2 separate regions of the Rattus norvegicus genome follow, and region 2 is linked to region 1. A link is a contact called in public Hi-C data. All regions are on one chromosome and are shown on one strand. Each heading gives the region's core, a stretch centred on a gene start, on an enhancer-like site or on the middle of the called end of the contact. The rest is flanking DNA. Distances are from core to core; before and after follow the strand shown. Region 1 has its middle 32 kb from the start of Rbm20. Region 2 overlaps Rbm20 (RNA binding motif protein 20).

The links. Hi-C and Micro-C count contacts between places; a contact is called where the count stands out from the background.
Region 2: a Hi-C map of liver shows a contact between it and region 1, with 2.1 times the contacts expected there. The contact joins two enhancer-like sites. A contact is called at or near these places in 3 of 12 Hi-C or Micro-C datasets (the A7r5 cell line, Schwann cells and liver).

Annotation. Positions count from the first base shown.
Region 1 is chr1:262,654,454-262,660,117 of GRCr8, forward strand. No RefSeq gene overlaps it. Among named protein-coding and RNA genes, the nearest start is that of Rbm20, 32 kb to the right of the region's middle. Within about 2 kb of position 3,533, at least 2 of the 93 cell types and tissues checked have an H3K27ac peak or open chromatin away from gene starts, as enhancers often do. A contact at or near this core is called in liver, where this site is marked.
Region 2 is chr1:262,861,286-262,866,949 of GRCr8, forward strand. Rbm20 (RNA binding motif protein 20) reads left to right here. Exons shown (of 14, transcript NM_001107611.2): 8 at 3,472-3,551; 9 at 5,622-5,664. Among named protein-coding and RNA genes, the nearest start is that of Pdcd4, 63 kb to the right of the region's middle. Within about 2 kb of position 2,941, at least 19 of the 93 cell types and tissues checked have an H3K27ac peak or open chromatin away from gene starts, as enhancers often do. A contact at or near this core is called in liver, where this site is marked.

The DNA of each region.
Region 1 (5,664 bases), core at 2,283-4,782:
GGGTGTAGATGGTAGGCTTCAGTTTGTCCCTTCTGCTGTTTTTTGTTTTGTTTTTAGAACTCACCAACTTAGGAACGCTTGGGTCACACTTCCCCATGTCTCAGGGGGACCGAGTTACTCCCAGTTGCCAGGCTTCTGCAAGGAAGGTGCCAGTGCTGTCCATAAATCTGCCATGTGGCCGTCAGTCTCCCTAGAGACAGAGTGTCTCCTGGGTGTAAGAGGCCTTGTGTCAGCCAATAACTGTGCAGGGTATGAGGCAGCATGGAGATTAGGTTTGCGGAGAGAATGTGGATCTATTTACTCTGTCAGGTTGGCACACTGTGGTATGAGTTTTCCAGAGACATTAACATTTGAACGTTATCGTTGATGGGTTCTGTGTAATTGGGTATCTCCAAGCCGGTTATCAGGCACATTTCAAAAAGCAGTAATACCAAGACCCGGAATCATTCAGCCTTTAAAGCTGATGGCTCAGCTGTTAAGAGAGCTTGCTCACTGGCTCCCAGAACCCACACCAGGTGACTCCTGTAACTAAGCTCCAAGGTAGCAGACACCTTCTGCTGTGTATACAGCAAGCACATCATGGTGGCGGTGGTGATGATGAGAGTTCTAAATACTGAAAATTCAGAGATGGCAAGAAAGAGCTGGAAGATCATCGGTTGAGAGCCAAATTATTTGGGACTACGGTGATGGAACCTATGAATGTCTAGTGCGAAGTTCAGTGCCACCTAAGGCAAGACTAGCTGGAGCAGTTTCCACACAGCCCATTATGCCTTCTCACAGAACAGTGCTCTTCTCCACTTTGTGTAGATGCTCCTTCAGCTCTCCAAATCTCAAACTATTTTCCCTATAGCCACTAGAGGGGGCCCTTAATACATTCTAAGCTCTATTTTGGGTCTAATTTTTTTCCCCCACACTGATTCCTTGCTGGAGTTGCTGACCTGTGAGGTCAAGGTGTGGTATAACTGAGACCTCTGGGGCAGCTCTTTATGAGCTAAGTGTTAACTGCTTGCAGCTCACTCATAAATGGGACACTTTTGGGCAAAGGTGACTACTGCTCAGAACGGGTTGTGTCACTGCAGAGCACATGTTTTTGCTGGTTTGTTCCTTCTGCCTTCCGAGTCCTCATTTAAGCTCAGAGGAGTTCTGGTTCTCCTTTCTGTAGCCTGGCATTCCTCAAGCCGCGGCTTTCCCTTCGTCTGTTCCAGTTCGTAGCTTCTGCGTTTCCTCTGTGTCCTCAGAACATTGTAGGGCTGTTTTCTTTCTCCCAGAAAACCTGAAGCCTTGGGGAAGGCACTTGTAGCTTCGGGTTGTTCCAAAACCTAGACTGGATACTGCTTTGGAGTCAAGGACTCTGGTGGGCATGGTGGTCCTCACCTTTAATCCCAGTACTGAGGAGGCTGAGATGGGTGGATCTGCCTCCCTGAGTTGGAGGTCAGCCTGGTCTACATAGTTTCCATACTAGCCAGCGCTGCATGGTAAAGCCCAGTCTTTAAAAACACACAGATAGCAACAAAAATTAACCAAACACTTAAGTAGATAAAAGGCTTGGGACACTCTCTCTCTCTCTCTCTCTCTCTCTCTCTCTCTCTCTGAGATGGGGTCTCATACTGTAGCCCTGGCTGGCCCCGAACTCACAGAGATCTACATATCTGTGTCCCAGGTGTTGGGATAAAGGCCTGTGCCCCCATAGTCAGTTCCCATCTCCAACCCTTTTTTCCTTTTTACTTGTCGCTCTGGCAGAGGACCTGGGTTTAATTCCCAGGACCCACATGGCTGTTCACAAATACCTGAAACTCCAGTTGTAGGGGATCTGAGACTCTCTGGCCTCAGGAACCGTGCACAGATGGATGTGTCATGGTCAGCGGATGAAGAGGCATAAGTACATGGCTGTGTCAGCACAGTTCCGAGTGCCCAGCTGCCCTCGAGATAGCCTCAATTCATCTTCTGACTGCTCTGAGCATGGCCTTGGCCGTGGAGTTAGCACTGGGGAGCACATGGAGGAGAAATCACTGATGCCCTGTGTCAATGGGGCTGTTCCATTAGTTTTACCCTCTCTCTCGTGGACCCATTTCTAACATGTCCACACTTGGGGGAGGAAAAAAAAGATGTCTAATTAAGAAGTGACTTCTTGGTGCTAGAGAGATGGCTCAGCAGTTAAGAGCACTGGCTGCTCTTCCAGAGATCCTGAGTTCAATTCCCAGCAACCACATGGTGGCTCACAACCATCTGTAATGAGATCTGATGCCCTCTTATGGCATGCAGATAGAGCACTCATAAAATAAATTAAAATCTTTTTTCTAAGATTTATTTTTAATGGATATGAGTACACTGTAGCTGTCTTAGACATTCCCGAAAGGGCATTGTCATTTCTATATTGGACGACATTTGACTGTTGGCTTCGACATTGTAGTTCACTAAGTGTTTGCAAATGATTGGTAGCAGCCACTGTGTAGTCTCTGGACACCCCAGGAAGACCTATTCTACCATTGTCCAAAGAGAAGCTGAAACGCCAAGAGGTTATTGCTTACCAAGCCATGAAAAGCCATCCTAAGAGGTCCGGCCACTTCTAAATTCCAGCAGAGGTGGTGCTCTGTCAGTGTGATGGGTGGAGCAGTCTGCTGCTTCTTCCCGGGCTCCCACAAACCTGTGCTGCCCTAATTCACTCGACCCACGGAGGGTGGCGAGTGGGTGCTAGAGCAAAGCTGGACTCAGCAGCCCGTTTTACTGCGTGGGGGCCAGGCAGCAGGTGGCTTAGTAGGACAGCAGAACCTTGTATGGACAGGACACAGTCCTGCCTCATTAGCAAACCAAAAAGGTTTTCACGTGAACCAGTGCTGCCCATTTCTCCTCCTTCGTGATCACTTGGAAGGTTGTGCTTTGAATTCAGAGTGGCCCCAGAGACCTAAGTCCTGGTCTGTTAGCTCACTGGTCTCCAGCTGTGCCCTGAAGTGAGGTGAAGCCACTGGGGACAAGTCTTCGACAGTTCCATCCATTCCCGCCTCCTGGTCCACTCCAATGTGAGCAGCTGCCTTGCCTTGTGCTCCTGCCCTGACAGCCACTGCACCCTGCCTCCCCCCTGTGATTGATTGAAATCCCCCTGAAACTGAGCCAAAATAAACATTCCCTCCCTCAGTTTGTCTCTTTCAAGTACTTTGGTCACGGCGATGAGAGAGTAACTAATACAGGGCTGGAGAGATGGCTCAGCGGTTAACTCTGGCTGTTCGTGCAGAAGACCACGGTTCTGTCCCCAGCACCCACCTACAGCAGCTCACAGCCACCTGTAACTCCCGCTCCAGGGATCTGATACCCACATCACCCAAAGACATATATGCACACAGTCACAAACAAAGATCTTATTTAGAAAAATGTGTAGAATGGTTGATGAAGTGTGATTTAAAAATAAAAAATCTCTCAAGGTCATGGGCAACCCCTGATAGCCAGGGGAGTTTGTTTGCCCCAGAGCACAGTCAGGCCTGCTAAAACCTTTGACCGAGCAAATGCTGGTCTGTAAAGTGGATAAAGTGGATTCTAGAGAACTTTTCCTGAAACTAACATGACCCCCGTCAGTGCTTGTCTCTAAGCCAACCGGTATGAACCTTTCCAAGGAAAGCCACAGTGGCCTTGCTCAGAATCCAAACTATTGTGGGGGTGGCCTTCATTTTTGGACCAGATGTCCCTGTGGTCTTTATCCTCTGTCTTCTAGGTTTGTGGACATACCTTCCTCAAGCCCTTACCAGTAAGCAAGCTTTTTAGAACCTGACCTCCAACCAATTAAACCTTTTTACCCTCTAGAGACCCAGATCTCTTTTTTGAAACCATCTTGGATGGAGACCAGGTTTTTTTTTTATATGTTATTTATATGTGAGTGTACACAGTGCACATCTGCCTGTTCCTCTGAGGCAGGTCTCTTCCTGAATCTGGGGTGCATGGTTTTTCTGCTAGGCTGGAAGCCAGCAATTCCTGTCTCCATATCTAGCTCTCCGTCTTGAAGCTAGGGCTACAGGTATCTGTGAGGACGCTCTGCTTGTTAGATGAGTTCTGGGATCTGACCTGGGAGCTCATGATACTGAAGCAAATGTTCTTAGCACTGAGCCACCTGTCAGCCCTGAGACCAGGTTTTCTTCTCCCCTGTTCAGAGTCAAGGAAGGTCCAGCAAGGGGTGGCTAAGACATTGCCTTGCCACTTGACAGCAGTCATATGTTAGTTGTTTTGTTATCCCTTCCCACCCTACCCCGCCGAACACACACACACCCGACTGCACTCATACACCTACCCATTCACCACAACACCTTGCACGTCATTACCCAGAACTTGGGTGCACATCCTGCCTCATGTACAGTCCTTATCACTCATGGTAGCTTCTTCCTCCTCCCAATTCTCACCCTCAAAAGTCCTCCCATCTCAGCTTCACCCTCCTCCTCCTAAGACCTGCGTTGATGTGTGATTTTGAAAAGTGGAGAAGAATCTCAATTGCAGGGAATGTATGTCAGCAATTTACTGATGTTGTTCATGCAGGGGCCAGAAGGTTGACCCAAGTTCAATAGAGCAATAAATCCACAATCTTTAGAGCTATCTTTTTCCTCACTGACAGGGGTCATTTCCAGTTCAGCAACTGTGTGTTCTGCCCTAAATCAACAACTGCTTTTACAGAGTCCAGTCAGAAGGTAGTGGATTGAACAATTATTTTTATGAAGATCAGCTGACCGCGGATGGGGTGTTCTCAGCATAAGAGTTTGCAGTACTCATTTGTGCCTTGTTTAAGGGAATTGAACCCTTCCTCCCTCCCTCCCTCCCTCCCTCCCTCCCTCCCTCCCTCCCTCCCTTCCTTCCTAAGATTAATTTATTTTATGAACATGGTCCACTCAAATGTGAGCAGTTCTATCTGCCTGTACACATGTGTGCCATAAGAAGGTATCAAATCCCATTACAGATGGTTGTGAGCCACCATGTGGTTGCTGGAATTTGAACTCAGGACCTCTGGAAGCGCAGCCAGGGCTCTTAACCACTGAGCCATCTCTCCAGCCCCTGGGTACACTTTCTAAACACATGAAGCTTCTCTGAAGTATGGCCGTTCCTTGGCTCACTGGGTTTGCAGGCAAGGAGGCCAAACAGGTCTTTAGGCCAAATGCAGCTGAGCAGATGGGGGATGGGGGAAAGAAGGCCAAGGGTAAAGAGAAGGGGACTGCCATTTGTCACAGAGGAATGCTGGAGCATGGGTTGATTTGGGAGATGGGTTTGGTTTTTTATTTATCAAGGATCTGGGACAGAAAAACCTATGAGTCAGGTTCTATGATTAATCAATTTTTCAGATAGAGAATCCCGGGTTTAGATTAAGAAAAGATCCAAAACCACCAAATCAAATGAAGAAGCTCAGGGCTAGTCTTGCTCAGTGTCTTGTCACACTGTCACGCACACAGGCCTGAGTGGGAGGCAGGTGGAGGTGATACTGTGGGAGGTGGGAGGGAGAGAGAGGAAGAGGGGGAGAGAGAGACAGAGAGAGACAGATAGACAGAGACAAAGAGACAGACAGACAGAGACAAAGAGACAGACAGACAGACAGAGACAGAGAGAGAAACAGAGACAGAGAGAGAGAGACAGAGACAAAGAGACAGACAGACAGAGACAGACAGACAGAGACAGAGAGAGACAGAAACTGAGAGAGAG
Region 2 (5,664 bases), core at 1,691-4,190, 210 kb after region 1:
ATTTCCATCTTTACTTAGGGTCCAATTTGTTCACACCTACCAGCCCTTAATCTGCCCTCAGTCTTGAGGGTTGACGTCAGGAGACAAAGGTTAAGTAGTGGCTTACAGCAAGTCAGCATCTGCAGAGCTGGGTAATTAATATGTCAGTCAGTTACCCTGGTCCCCCTCTGCTCTGATAGCAATAAGCCTCTGCAGTTCCTTCCCAACAATTCTGCTTCAGGCCCAGCCTGGATCATCTTTCTCTGTAATTAAAGCATCAGGCAGGAGAAAAGCCCCACCCTGTTCCGTACCTAGCCAGTTCCTGTTTTCTCCCCCAGGGGCTGGAATGAAATTTCTGCACAGAGTTCCCAGTGCAGCTTGGGCCTCCGAGTGAAGTGTCATAAGATTCTAATTAGGACGGACAACAGTAGCTTCTTGAAGCGCCAAGGCACAGTAACGCTCTGCGGAGGGAGACAGCTAAGGTGGTGGGAGTTGCAGTTAAAGACGTCATGGAGCATCAGGCTCGCATCCAGCTGAATGGTCATTGAGTCCCACTGTGGGTGGGCAACAGGCACGGAAGGAGCTAGTGCGTGAGGAACTTCATCTGATAGGAAGAGAAACACAGAGCCAGAGCCAGCAAAGGTGACCCTCTGTTGGAAAATGATCACACCATCCTTGGCTCCACCCCTCTCTGCTTTGAGCCGACTTGCCCAACCTCTATGAACCTCCATACTGAGATCAGCCAGACTACACTTGGGTTCTTTGATTTTAAACAAATTTTCCCATGCATTTTCTTCCCTGTCTCACAATCACTATCCTGTGAGGCGTGCAGGGCAGATAATCATAGTAATTACAAGAGCACACCATAATGTATACCTTTAATTGAGCCCTGCTACTCTGGGGCAGGTAATGTATTAAGCACTTTCCATACGTTATCTACTTTAATCTTGACGTCAGTCCTGCCAGACAGGTATTATAATCTCAATTTTACAGATGGAGATACTGAGTCTGGTAGAAGTTCCCTTGCTTGCCCAAGACCATAGTTACTGGATGATCTAGGATGAAAACCTGAGACAGTTGGCTGGGTGTAGTGGTGCTTGCCTTTAACCCCAGCACTGGAGAGGTAGTGGCGGGTGCATTTCTATACGTTCAAGACCAGGCTGGCCTTGTTTTTGGGAGTTCCAAGCCAGCCAGGGCTACCTTGTGAGACCCTGTCTCAATAACACCAACAATGAAACAAACTAACACACAATGATAACAAACAGCAAACAAACAAACAAACAAACCCTGAGACTACACTCGTTTGCACCAAATATGATTGGTATCTTTTTTTACATTACAATATTAGGTTTTCCACATGAAAACAAAACCAAAAAGGCAGAGAACCTAGTTAGCTTTTTGTTCAGAGTCCCTCAGGCAGGACACTGTAGAGACAATGTGCTGACAGAGCCTCTCAAAGTTCAGGGTGCATGCAAGTCACCAGGGACCCTGCAGGTCTGGGCAAGGCTAGGGTTCTGCATTTCTATCAAGCCTCCAGCAGATGCTGTCCCTCCTGGTCTTAAGAGCACACTTTTAGTAGCAGAGACGTAGGGCGCACTGTTTTCTGACCTTTGGTGTGGGTTTTCTGCTCCTCATGTTGTCCTAACGTCCCTCTGGGTCATCGTGACCGTCAGCATATTCCAAGTGTGCAGTAATAGGCTTTACATCCCCTACCCTGACAGGAATCACCTCAGATGCTCTCCGCATGTAACAGAGGCTCGTGGTGATTCAGCCTGTTGATGTAGGTGAGAGAAGGGGTTCCTTGGCTCCGGCCAATGCAACGTGAAGGAGCAGCTGGCTTCGGGGACCCAAGTGACATCATCAAGATGATGTGCTCTGCTCTGCTTTCTGCTGTTCATGGCTTTTCTGTTTTCAGGGTGCTTCATGGGACGGCCTTCAGCAGACTCAGGCTCTCTCCTCTAGATGGCATGGTAGCCCTCTTACCTTCAGATTCCATGGCCCGTCTCCCACATGAGAGAGAGCCAGGCTTTCTCCTATAGCTCCCAAAAAACATCTGACAGTCGTTCTCGTTGGGCTACTTCAGCACATGTGCCCGTCCCCTAACCAGTCTCTGTGGCCAGGGAGAAGGCTGTGGTTTGATTGACAGGGCCTTGTGGGGTGGGAGAATTAGCCGCACAGAGAGTGTGTTTCCAGGAAGAAACTGAGTGAAGAAAGGCCCACAGGCTGGGAAACCCAGCCATGTCAGAAACAACTGGGCCGGCATGAACAGAGCCTGGTTCAGATGGAGTGCAGACTCATAGCAGATTTGAGTTCAGACCCTTTACCCTGTTTTAGAAGCAGCAAGGTGCACTGACAGAGAAAACAGCCTGGTGTACTAGATGGCTGTTGGTCGGCCTCACCGTCCTCATAAAACAGAGGAAGAGATGGCGGCGTTTGAGATTTGCTTCAACATAAGTTCTGAAGGTGTGAAAAGAAGGTCAGAATGCAGACGTCACAAGATTGGGATTCTCTATGCATTCATTCTACATTGTTGCATACCCAAATTTTCCCACAATAACAAGGAACCCCAAATTTCATCATAGATTGATTTTATTCTTTTTTTTACCTCCACTTTTCTGGCATGATGACAGCATTGGGACATTTGTGCTCTAGGGGAGAGAAGCTGCTGGATGTGTCTGTCCCTGACATTGGCTGGCTGCCCAGTCACCTCTTACCTGCTATCTCACAAGGTTACCCTCTTCTTTCCTGGACCTGAAAGGAGCAACTAGGAAAGGCATTAAGTTCCAGAAAAGTAGAATACACCAACCCCTAAGACTCCTTTTACTAAGTAAAACTCTTAGCCAACTCACTCTGGGGATTTTACTGTGTTCTGAAAGGTGGCCCTGTATGGGGATATATTCTGTAGCTTCCTCTGTTCCAGCACAAGCCACAGACTTGAGGCCTGGGATCGGCCTCCTGCATGACTCGTGTTTTGTTACATAGCTTTGATTGATTCTGGCAGCCCTGTCAGTGTTCCCAGGCTCCCTTGTCTCTCATGGGTTGGCTGCAGAAAACGGTAGCCAAGTTCTGAGGGAAGGCGGAAAGACTACCTGCAGCCCTGTGTAGGGTGAGGGAAATGTTCCAGACAGGAGCTTTCTTCTCAGCCCTAGCCCAGCATTAGCCTCTTCCTGAGGCTCGCAGAGAATTGACGATGTGTAGTCTGGGTAACCCGGTTGCTTGCATGTGACACTGCACATAAATGTGACGGTTTACACATTCTGCTGAATATAAATACTGTTTGCCCAAGGTGGGAGGTACCCTGGCTGAATCCCTGGGTCTACTTTCGAGAGTCACTGCCTTCTCTCTGTCCCTTCCTCTGTGTCTCAATATGACAGGTGATCCCTCCATGGCTGGAACAGTTTCTGTCCTTTCCCTGTGTCCCGGGCACGGAGCAAGGCTGGCCACAGCTGGTGCTCGAGGTGTTCTCTAATGATCTCTCTGACTTTACCCTAGAAACCTGGGAAAAATGTGGCTGCTATCATCCAGGACATCCACTCCCAAAGGGAGAGGTGCATGCTCCGGGAAGCTGACAGGTGAGGCTCTGGGGCTTAGGTCACAGGCCTGGAGGTTAAAACACCTTCTAGCTTCTGGTTCTTAGGGGATGTCTTAGAGTCTCAATTGCTATGATGAAACACCATCACCAAAAGCCATTTGGGGAGGAAAGGGTTTCTTTCACTCACACTGTCTGTAACAGTTTATCAGCCAAAGTGGCTTAACAGGGCAGGAATTTGGAGGCAGGAACCGATGCAGAGGCCGTGGAGGGGTGCTTGCTCCCCATGGCTTACTCAGCCTGCTCTTTTGTAGAACCGAGGACCACCAGCCCAGGGGTGGCACTGCCCACAATTGCCTGGGCCCTCCCCTATCAATCGAACCTTTTAAAAAAATGCTCTGTGGGCTTGCTTGCAGGCTGATCTTATGAGGGAAGTATTTTCTCCATCAGGGCTCCCTTCTCTCAGATGACTCTAGCCTGCGTCAGGGTGATGTGACATTACTCATCAAGGGGGATTTGAATTGTAACATGGCCTACCTGTAGCCCCGACCCATCCACCTGGCTTTCTAGCCTCCACTCATCCCTGTTCAGATGGGCATTACCACTGTAGTTCAGAATTGCTGCTCAGCTTAGACAGGGACACAGGAAATGCTGGGCTTCCTCTTACACATTCCCCCTGAGCTGGAGAGGAAAACACAGAATGGAGAGTTGATATCTGGCTCTTTGGGGCAAGTTTATATTTTACTGATGCATCCCTGGTGCACGTGGTAACGGCGGAGACTCTGTTTAGAGGTGGCCAGCTCTCGGTTTCTCATGAACTGAGTGCAGACACAGAACTAAGAATGTAGATGGGGGGGGGGGGGGCTGGGGATTTAGCTCAGTGGTGGAGCGCTTACCTAGGAAGCGCAAGGCCCTGGGTTCGGTCCCCAGCTCCGAAAAAAAGAACCAAAAAAAAAAAAAAAGAATGTAGATGGGGGCCGGGAGACCACTCAGTTCCTTCAACCATTGTTTCCAGACATTGACTGCATGCATTACCAGACCTGCAGTCTCCAGAACAGCCACAGAGGGTGCTCTAACCTTGTTGTAGAGGAGAGCAGCCCAGCCCGTTTCCCAGGTTGGCTAAGAGACTAGCAGCCCAGTCCTAGACAGGACGCCCCTCTCTGCCCGTCAGTGAGGGATACAGTGTTGTTTAGCACGTGAGAACCAAATGGAAATGTTCTATCCTTCTAGGATATCGGGTGCATGAGCTCATCAATCATCAGCCTTCGGAGGGCTGAGAGGGTTTTGTTCGTCTGCTTTTATTTTTAAATTGTGGTTACTTGGGGTTTTAACGGTATGTGTAAAGACAGACCATGCTGGTGTAGAGTAGGGAGACTATGAAGTTTTACCCTGAATCTCAGGCAGATCCACTTCTGAGGGTTCCAATGTCTTCATTTCAATTTTGAATAGCTCTGAGTTCTGAAACCTTTCCCAACCCTTAGATGTCTTCCTGACTTTGTTTTTCGGATCTCTGAACCTGTTTCCCCACTCCTGCTGCTCCCCAACTGTGAGCATCCTCCTTTCATTCCCAGAGAGAGAGAGAGAGAGAGAGAGAGAGAGAGAGAGAGAGAGAGAGAGAGAAGTCACCTATATCCTGAGACAGGGTCTAAGTGGAAACATGGCTTCAAGTCTTATAAACAAGCAAAATTGGATCTAGGGAAGTGCCTCAAAGTTAGACCATGGCAACCTCAGACTCAGCCCTTCATTCTAGAGTCCTCACCCTGTAGATGCCCAGGAAGAGAATTTCCTGGGGTCTATACCTGGACGTAGCTTCCAAGAAGAAGTTAGGTAGGACTGAGCTAAACCAATGTAGTCATTCTTCCTGATTCCCAGAAGCAGACTGTGGTAGGGAGCAGAGAGCGTCTCGGGGAAAAGTCTGTGCCCACAGAAGCAAAGAGAGAGGACAGGCTGGTTCCTGGACACTGTGTGTGTGTACCGCTGGGTTGTGACTGAAGAATGCCTAGGTGGGCAGGTTGTGCCAAGGATATCCCTGAGAGATCTCTGTGTGTCTCCATCTGGGTGATGCGGAGTATGAGCTCTGCAGGTCTAAACCCGTCTCCTCCCTTCCTCCCAGATATGGTCCAGAGCGACCACGTTCTCGAAGTCCAATGAGCCGA